Regions from separate parts of the Zea mays genome. Here region 1 is linked to region 2. Evidence: chromatin contacts called from public Hi-C data. All regions are on one chromosome and are shown on one strand. Each heading gives the region's core, a stretch centred on a gene start, on an enhancer-like site or on the middle of the called end of the contact. The rest is flanking DNA. Distances are from core to core; before and after follow the strand shown. Region 1 holds the start of LOC109942244 (receptor-like serine/threonine-protein kinase At3g01300). Region 2 has its middle 24 kb from the start of LOC100272850.

Evidence for each region. A called contact is a pair of places that touch in the nucleus more often than the background predicts.
Region 1: a Hi-C map of leaf shows a contact between it and region 2, with 6 times the contacts expected there. The contact joins the promoter of LOC109942244 here to the enhancer-like site in region 2. A contact is called at or near these places in 4 of 25 Hi-C or Micro-C datasets (leaf and tassel).

The regions. Positions count from the first base shown.
Region 1 is chr9:17,539,350-17,542,691 of Zm-B73-REFERENCE-NAM-5.0, reverse strand. LOC109942244 (receptor-like serine/threonine-protein kinase At3g01300) reads right to left here and starts at 2,052. Exons shown (of 7, transcript XM_020544068.3): 1 at 1,386-2,052; 2 at 1-208. The coding sequence starts at 1,536.
Region 2 is chr9:17,328,947-17,332,551 of Zm-B73-REFERENCE-NAM-5.0, reverse strand. No RefSeq gene overlaps it. Among protein-coding and RNA genes, the nearest start is that of LOC100272850, 24 kb to the right of the region's middle. Within about 2 kb of position 1,676, at least 12 of the 20 cell types and tissues checked have an H3K27ac peak or open chromatin away from gene starts, as enhancers often do. A contact at or near this core is called in leaf and tassel, where this site is marked.

The DNA.
Region 1 (3,342 bases), core at 803-3,302, 210 kb before region 2:
CCCTTGAATACATAACCGAACCCACCCTCCCCAAGAATACTGTCTGGCCTGAAGTTAAGCGTGGCAGATTTCAACTCTTGAAAGGTAAACTGAAGTAGCTTGGGTGTTCTCTTTTCAATTGATGCATCAACACCATTTTCACCATCGCGTTTTGTCTGAAAATGATCACCAAGCTCCCGATTGCTAGCATTCAGATATCTTGTCTCTGCTGCTACAGAGAAAATAAAGTTCCTTGAGAACATCACACAGAAAATAGAAATTTTACCTACAGCAGGTACTAAGATAAGATAGAATATATTTAGTGAAGCCAAAACTATTAGGCTCCAACATATCCAAAATGTTTAGATAAAGTTGATAGGCACTGATCCAAAGTATTATGTACTTGACATAGTCATTCCCAGCTTTTAATACAGGATCAAACCTATCCAGTTGACTTGAAGTATCATGATTATGTTTTATTATGCTATCCAGGTTAATCATTTGTGGAGGTGTCACTTTCAGGCAATATGATAACATAACAGCAGCAAGCAACACAGTCAAATGTAGTTGGCTCCTGGAACCAATGAACCATAGACTTTCTTAGAGCTTTTACCATGTCAGCTTCAGTTGTTTCCGTATGATTTGAAAACTCAGTTAGCAACTGAAATGTGCTACAATATATAACAGAAAGCTATTTGGATTGAAAGATAAGGAGCACAGACTATTGGCAGACCGGAAGGGGAATTTCTTACAAATCAGATTAGCATACGACTTTTACTTCTTATCGATGAGCATGTAAATAGTTTGGCGTGAATTTGTAAATAATAGTGCAAGTTGTTTACAGAATTGACACCAAGTAATCTAGCAAAGGAGAAAAAGACAAGGTTGAATGCATCATCTAATGTTGTATTAGTTCAATCTAATCAGCCAAACCACCAAGAATGACTTTTGGCTTGTTGAAAAGTTGAGCGACTAACAGCCAACTCACATCTAAGTAGAGTTTCAGTTCAACGGCTGAAGCGTAAGAAAATAAAGTTCAACCGCTGGAGTTTGACCCTTAATTTACCTCATAACCATTGCATGCCAGTCTAAATTTGCTCTTTAGCTATGATCAAATTCATGATAAACTCCAATGAATACAATCAAAGAATGCTGGGAACAGAACAGAAGTACATGTCAAAGAAGCAAAGAGCTTCCTATTCACATATATGATCATCACACCAAATCATCAATCATATATCACAGAAGATGCTAATCGCCAAACCAACTCTTTTGCCACTAACGAACAAGCAGGAAGGATCAAATCTTTCTCAGACCAAACAAACGATCACCATCCACCAACCCAACCGACTGAAAGCAGACTTATATTGGGGGGGAAGGAGAAGAGAATAACAAGAATCCACCACCTGCGTCGTGAACGTGGCTGCCCTTGGCCGAGCCGCCGCCGTCACCGTCCGCCGTCACCGCCGGCCGGAAGCACGCCCCGCGGAGGCCCCGCGCGACGGCGGCCAAGCATCCGCACCCTTCCCGCCCTGCTGCCCGCTTCGGGGAAGTCATCTCCTCCTTGGTGCCCTGCAGGCGGTGAGGTCAACGAGATACAACTGCTACTCGTAAACACCCATCGGCACGGCCCGGTGTGATTCTTCTCTCCCAGCTTGCTTCCCTTTTCTCGCCCCACTCGACCCCGTCCAGTCCAAATCGCCCAAGGAAGCAGATAAGTGCGATGCGGGGCGCAAAAGGGAAAGCGAAAGCGAAAGGTGGCGCGCGCGGTGGGGGTGCACAAGTCGGAGAAGCAAGCGGGGGCGAGGCGGGAGTGGAGTTGCCGAGTCTCAGACTCAGTGGCGGTGGGCCGCCCGTTCAGCGCGACTGCGCGAGCACTGGCACTCCACCGCCCGTTCAGCGACACTGCGTGAGCACTGGCACTGGCGCTGGCACTAGTGCCGCAGCGACGGGTCGGCGTCGCCATCGTCATGATGTGGGATGCGGGCATGCGGCCGAGGGGGAAAGGGGCTTTTCGGTGCTGCCTTTTGCTCCGGCTGCGGCGCGGCCTGCCGCACTGGCTGTGCGCTGTGGCCTGTGGCTGGCTCCCTGAACCCTGGCCGCGCTTTATCCCTCCCTCGGCCCTCGCGTCAGCATCTCGCGCGGCGTGGGCAGCGGAATAGGGGGCGCGCACGGCCAGCCAGACAGCCAAACGACCAGGACCAGCGGTGGCCGGTGGGAATGTGGGATGAGGCGGCCGGATTTTTACCGTCTGGCTCGCCGGGTCGATTCGATTCCGTTTCTCCGGCGTGGGATGAGCGGTTGAAACGGAATGGTGGGCGGGCGAGTGGGAGCCTACGCTACGCAGCACCCACGGCGCCGGCAGAATGCCAAAAGCACCCACGCTGCTAAGATGCAAAACGGTCGAAAAACAGCGAAATTTATTTTGTTTTCATTTTTTAACGGAACGAAAATATGAAGACAAATATTTTACAGTTTCCACAAATACATAATAAAGTGACATGTTGCCTAATTCTACGATATTAAATTACACAAACAACTCTTCTTCATTATTTATATTATTTAGAGTAATTACAACTTTTGTTTTTCTCCTGTTCATTTATTTAAACACAACAAAAATCTGTAACTTGCATAAAATATATACTAGATATATCTTATATTATATAAAAATAGTAAAAAACGGTATCATCATGGCTCGAAAACGAAAAAAATACAAAAAATAATAAAAAACTGGATAAATTGTTTTCGTCTCGTTTCTAGTTGTTCACGAACAATTCAAAAACGAACGGAAAAATCAGTATTTGAAATGTAACGGCACGGGATTTTTATGTCTCTTTATTATCCTACACGCTGCTAGTGTCTAGTACTCTAGTGCCCTGGTTGTAAATGAATGGAGTGACTTCGCTGCGGGCCAGGAGATTGACCGACACATTGGTACATTAACCGTGTAATAATGTAAACAAAAGATGCAAATTGGGCTATAATCATGCTATAATAATCATGAAATCTAAGAGACTTCGTACTACTTGAAGTAATTATTAAGTTATAAACTGTTCCAAATTTAATTTAAAAAGAGAAGAATATTAACACCATCAAAGGGTAAATTTTAAAGACACATTTCATAATTTATCTAGCGGTGCTCATTTGATATCATATAAGCAGTATTATTCATTTCTATAAATTTCGCTAAATTTAGGGTAATTTTACCTAGGATAACTTGTTAAAGTCTATATCACATTTTGGAACGGAGAAAAGAGACTCATAGGTAATTCGGTTCATGAACTATAAGTAACGTAATAAAATAATATCAATGACCATGGGAAACTTGTGCCATATAGGTGAGAAGGAGATTTTCTATGATCC
Region 2 (3,605 bases), core at 427-2,926:
AAGTCCACAGTTGTGCCTATCTGTTGTCAAGGTATTGATCTCAACGTGGTCCTAAGGAATATGCCGGCCAGAAGGGCTACCTTCCCCTTAAAATACCTGGGCCTCCCGCTCTCATCATCCAGACTGAAGAAGAGCGACTTACAGTTCTTAATTGACAAAATTTCGAACAAGCTCAGTGGCTGGAATGGGAAAAACCTCTCTATGGTTGGTAGACTAACTTTAGTTAAGTCAGTCATTACCTCCCAAACAATCTACCTTCTCTCTGCTTTACGGGCTCCTAAGGAAATATTGAATTTAATTGTCTCGAGAAGGAAAAAATTCCTTTGGGCTGGGTGTGCACAAATTACGGGAGGTAAATGCAAGGTAAATTGGCTCCGTTCCGCAAGGCCAAAAGAGTGCGGAGGCTTGGGTATCCTTCATTTAACCAAATTTGCAAGGACCTTGCGTTTGCGTTGGCTATGGCAAGATTGGGCTTCATCAACTAGGCTCTAGACGGCCTTGGAACTCCCTTGCATGACAAAAGATCGACAGCTCTTCGCAGCAGTGACATCGATTTTGGTGGGAGACGGGACAAAGGTGTCCTTTTGGAATGATGCGTGGGTGCAAGGGTTAATACTGAAGGACATTGCGCCTCTCATTTTCAATGTGTCCCAAAGAAAGAACAGATCTTTGAGTGAGGCGCTGTGTCGAATCATACTTGGATTAGGGACCACAACCTATTTTCTGTTGAGGTGACAAAGCAACACATTGGGGAGTACTGTAGGCTTTGGTCAATTTTGCAAAGAATATCCTTGCAACCAGGTATTTGTGACTCTATTAGTTGGAAACTCTCAGAAGATCGACAGTATTTGGCGAAATCAGCAGACCTTGCCTAATTCCTCGGCTCTGAGCTTACAAATATGAACTGGATCATTTGGAAGGTATGGGCGCCACCGAAATATAAATTCTTCAATTGGTTAGCCATCCAAAATAGAATTTGGACAACAGATCGTCTTGCGAAGAGGGATTGGCCCCACAACGCTGCCTGTGCATTATGTGGGCAAACTTTAAAGTCAGGATTGCATCTCTTCGTTGAGTGTCGTTTAACCAAGCGGATTTGGGGAGGGGTGGCTGTACGGGCAGCGGTGGAGGGCCTTAGTCCAAGTAACTGGGACCGCAATGAGTATGTCCTACAATGGTGGACGTCCCTAGCTACAACTCAAGATAAGGTTGCAACATGATGGGCTTGAGAAGCCTCTTAATTCTAGCGAATTGGATGGTCTGGTGTGTGAGAAATGCTAGGATTTTCGACCACAAATCCTCCATATGTGCTCAGATTCTCGCATCTATTATATCTGAGGTATCAGCCTGGATATGTGCAGGAGCCAACCAGCTGGCTAATCTTCTAGCATCTCTTTAGTTTTGTGTGTTTGAACTTGGTTTTTCTCCTAGTCTCCTTTTAGATTAGTCTTGTTTGTTTGTGTTTTTTCGGCTTGGTCATGTTTTTGTGGGGTGTCTTTGTATTTTAAACCTGCCCACTTTAGGCTCCTTCTTTTTAATATAACGGGTAGATCTCTTGCCGGTTCGTTTAAAAAAAGAGTATGCCTTGAATAAAAGTTCGTAACCTCCACTTGCTCAGTTTATTTTTGGGCCGGCCCGCGTAGTAGAGATTGGACCGAATCTAACTCCCAGACTCCAGCAGGCAGCAGGCCTTGCAGAATCCTCGTCTCCATGCACATGCTGAAATTTCCGAGTGCTGGACAATCTCCAAGCTGCCGAGCGACGATTGCCCGAACAGGCTCCATCTCTTCGTTCAGGGTCATGTTCTAGAAGAACAACACCAAAGCTGTATAGTACATGTCACTCTTATCCGTCAGCTGGCAAGTATGCGTGTGCTCAGACTCAAGAGTCGTGAACTGAGGACCTGCCACTGCCAGTCCCAGTCGGTGCCTGCCAGTATGGAGGCCGCAAAGTCTGATACCATCGCAGCATAGTTCTTTCTCATCGAGGAGACGAAGAGTTGTATTAGAAGATTTGACAGCACGATGAAGGATTGTTGGAGGTGAAGCCCATGAATGAAGGTAAGCTTAAAGAGCAGAAGACTCAAGCGCGATCAGGGTGCCGTTGGGAACGCACTCGTAGACTAGCATTTTGGGCAAGGTATGTTGGTGCATTGGACAGGGCATGGCCGTGGAACATTGACGGCGGCACACTCATCAACATCTGAAAACACAGCAGTGCGATATCTGCTACGTCCATCTTGTGCCGCCGTCGTCGTCGTAATAAAAGGCGACGACATGGACACAGACAGCCAAGAACATATAAGTTGGCCGCATCGTCTCGTCCTGCGTCACCGCGTGCATTGACTTTATCTAAGCATTTGTTTGGTCCCTATATATCTAGAGCATGAGTTATACGAGTAAATACAGAACAAATCATTTTGAGGTCTCTTTAGCTACATCCACTCATACGCCAAAAATACATGTTTTCGGTCAGTCTGGATCGGGCAAGCAAGCGTGGGTGTGCTTGTCCAGCTAACCAATCTGTTAGGATCGTAGGTGGGGAAAAGGAGACACAGAGTTTAATGTGGAAAACTCCTCCAATGTGGAGGAGAAAAAAACCACGAAAAAATAGATATATTATATGTTGTTCGAGTACATGATACAAGGGGACCTATTTATATAGGCAAATGAGATAGAGATAGTGTCACATGATCTTATCAAACAAATTTCCCCTTGACGCTAAATCTATAAAACTGTTTCCCCAAACGCCACTAGGATGCTAAATTTGAATATCAACCAAGTCTAAGAAATCATTAGACTTGAAACTGGAGCACGGCTTCGTATCATCAAAATAACCTCTCTTTTGAAACGCAATAAAAACAGATTCAGCATCAACTGTTGAACATTGCAAGTAATTGAGATTATTCAAACGGTTGCCCTTCAACATAATACAGTTGCCGCGTGAAACCTTAACAACACCATCAATAGCAGCAAAATTGAATCTCATTGCTTCTAAAGTGCTCAAAGAAATAAGATTTCTCTTCAATTCTGAAACAAAGCGGACATCGATAAGTTTCTTAATACTGCCATCATGAACTTGGATATAAATAGAGTTGATTCCAATAATCTCACATGTGGATCCACCTCCAATAACAACCTCACCAACATGAGACTGAACATAATCAGAAAACCAATCTCTATGCGAACAAATATGAAAAATGTAAGCGAAATCGAGAACCCAAGAAGAGCATTTTTCAATTGAGGTAACAAACAGAGCTTCTTCACTATCCAAAGTTTCAATAAAAATGGCTTCAACAGAAGACTTATCCAATTCTTTTTTATTTCTCTCCTCTTTATTTCTCACCTTGGGGTATTGAGAAATATGATGAGTATTTTTTCTGCAATTACGACAATAAAAGGTTGGATTTATGATCTCCAGATCCCCGAATAATTAAACCTTCACCTATGGGTTCAGAACAAATTTTACTTAACATTCTCAAAGGACAGTGAAGTATGATTACCATAAAGCATAATTTTTCTTAAAATGCTTAAAAGAAGGGGGCAATGAGACTACCAACAAAATTATCTTATCTTCATCATCTATCTTCACATCAAGGCTCTCAA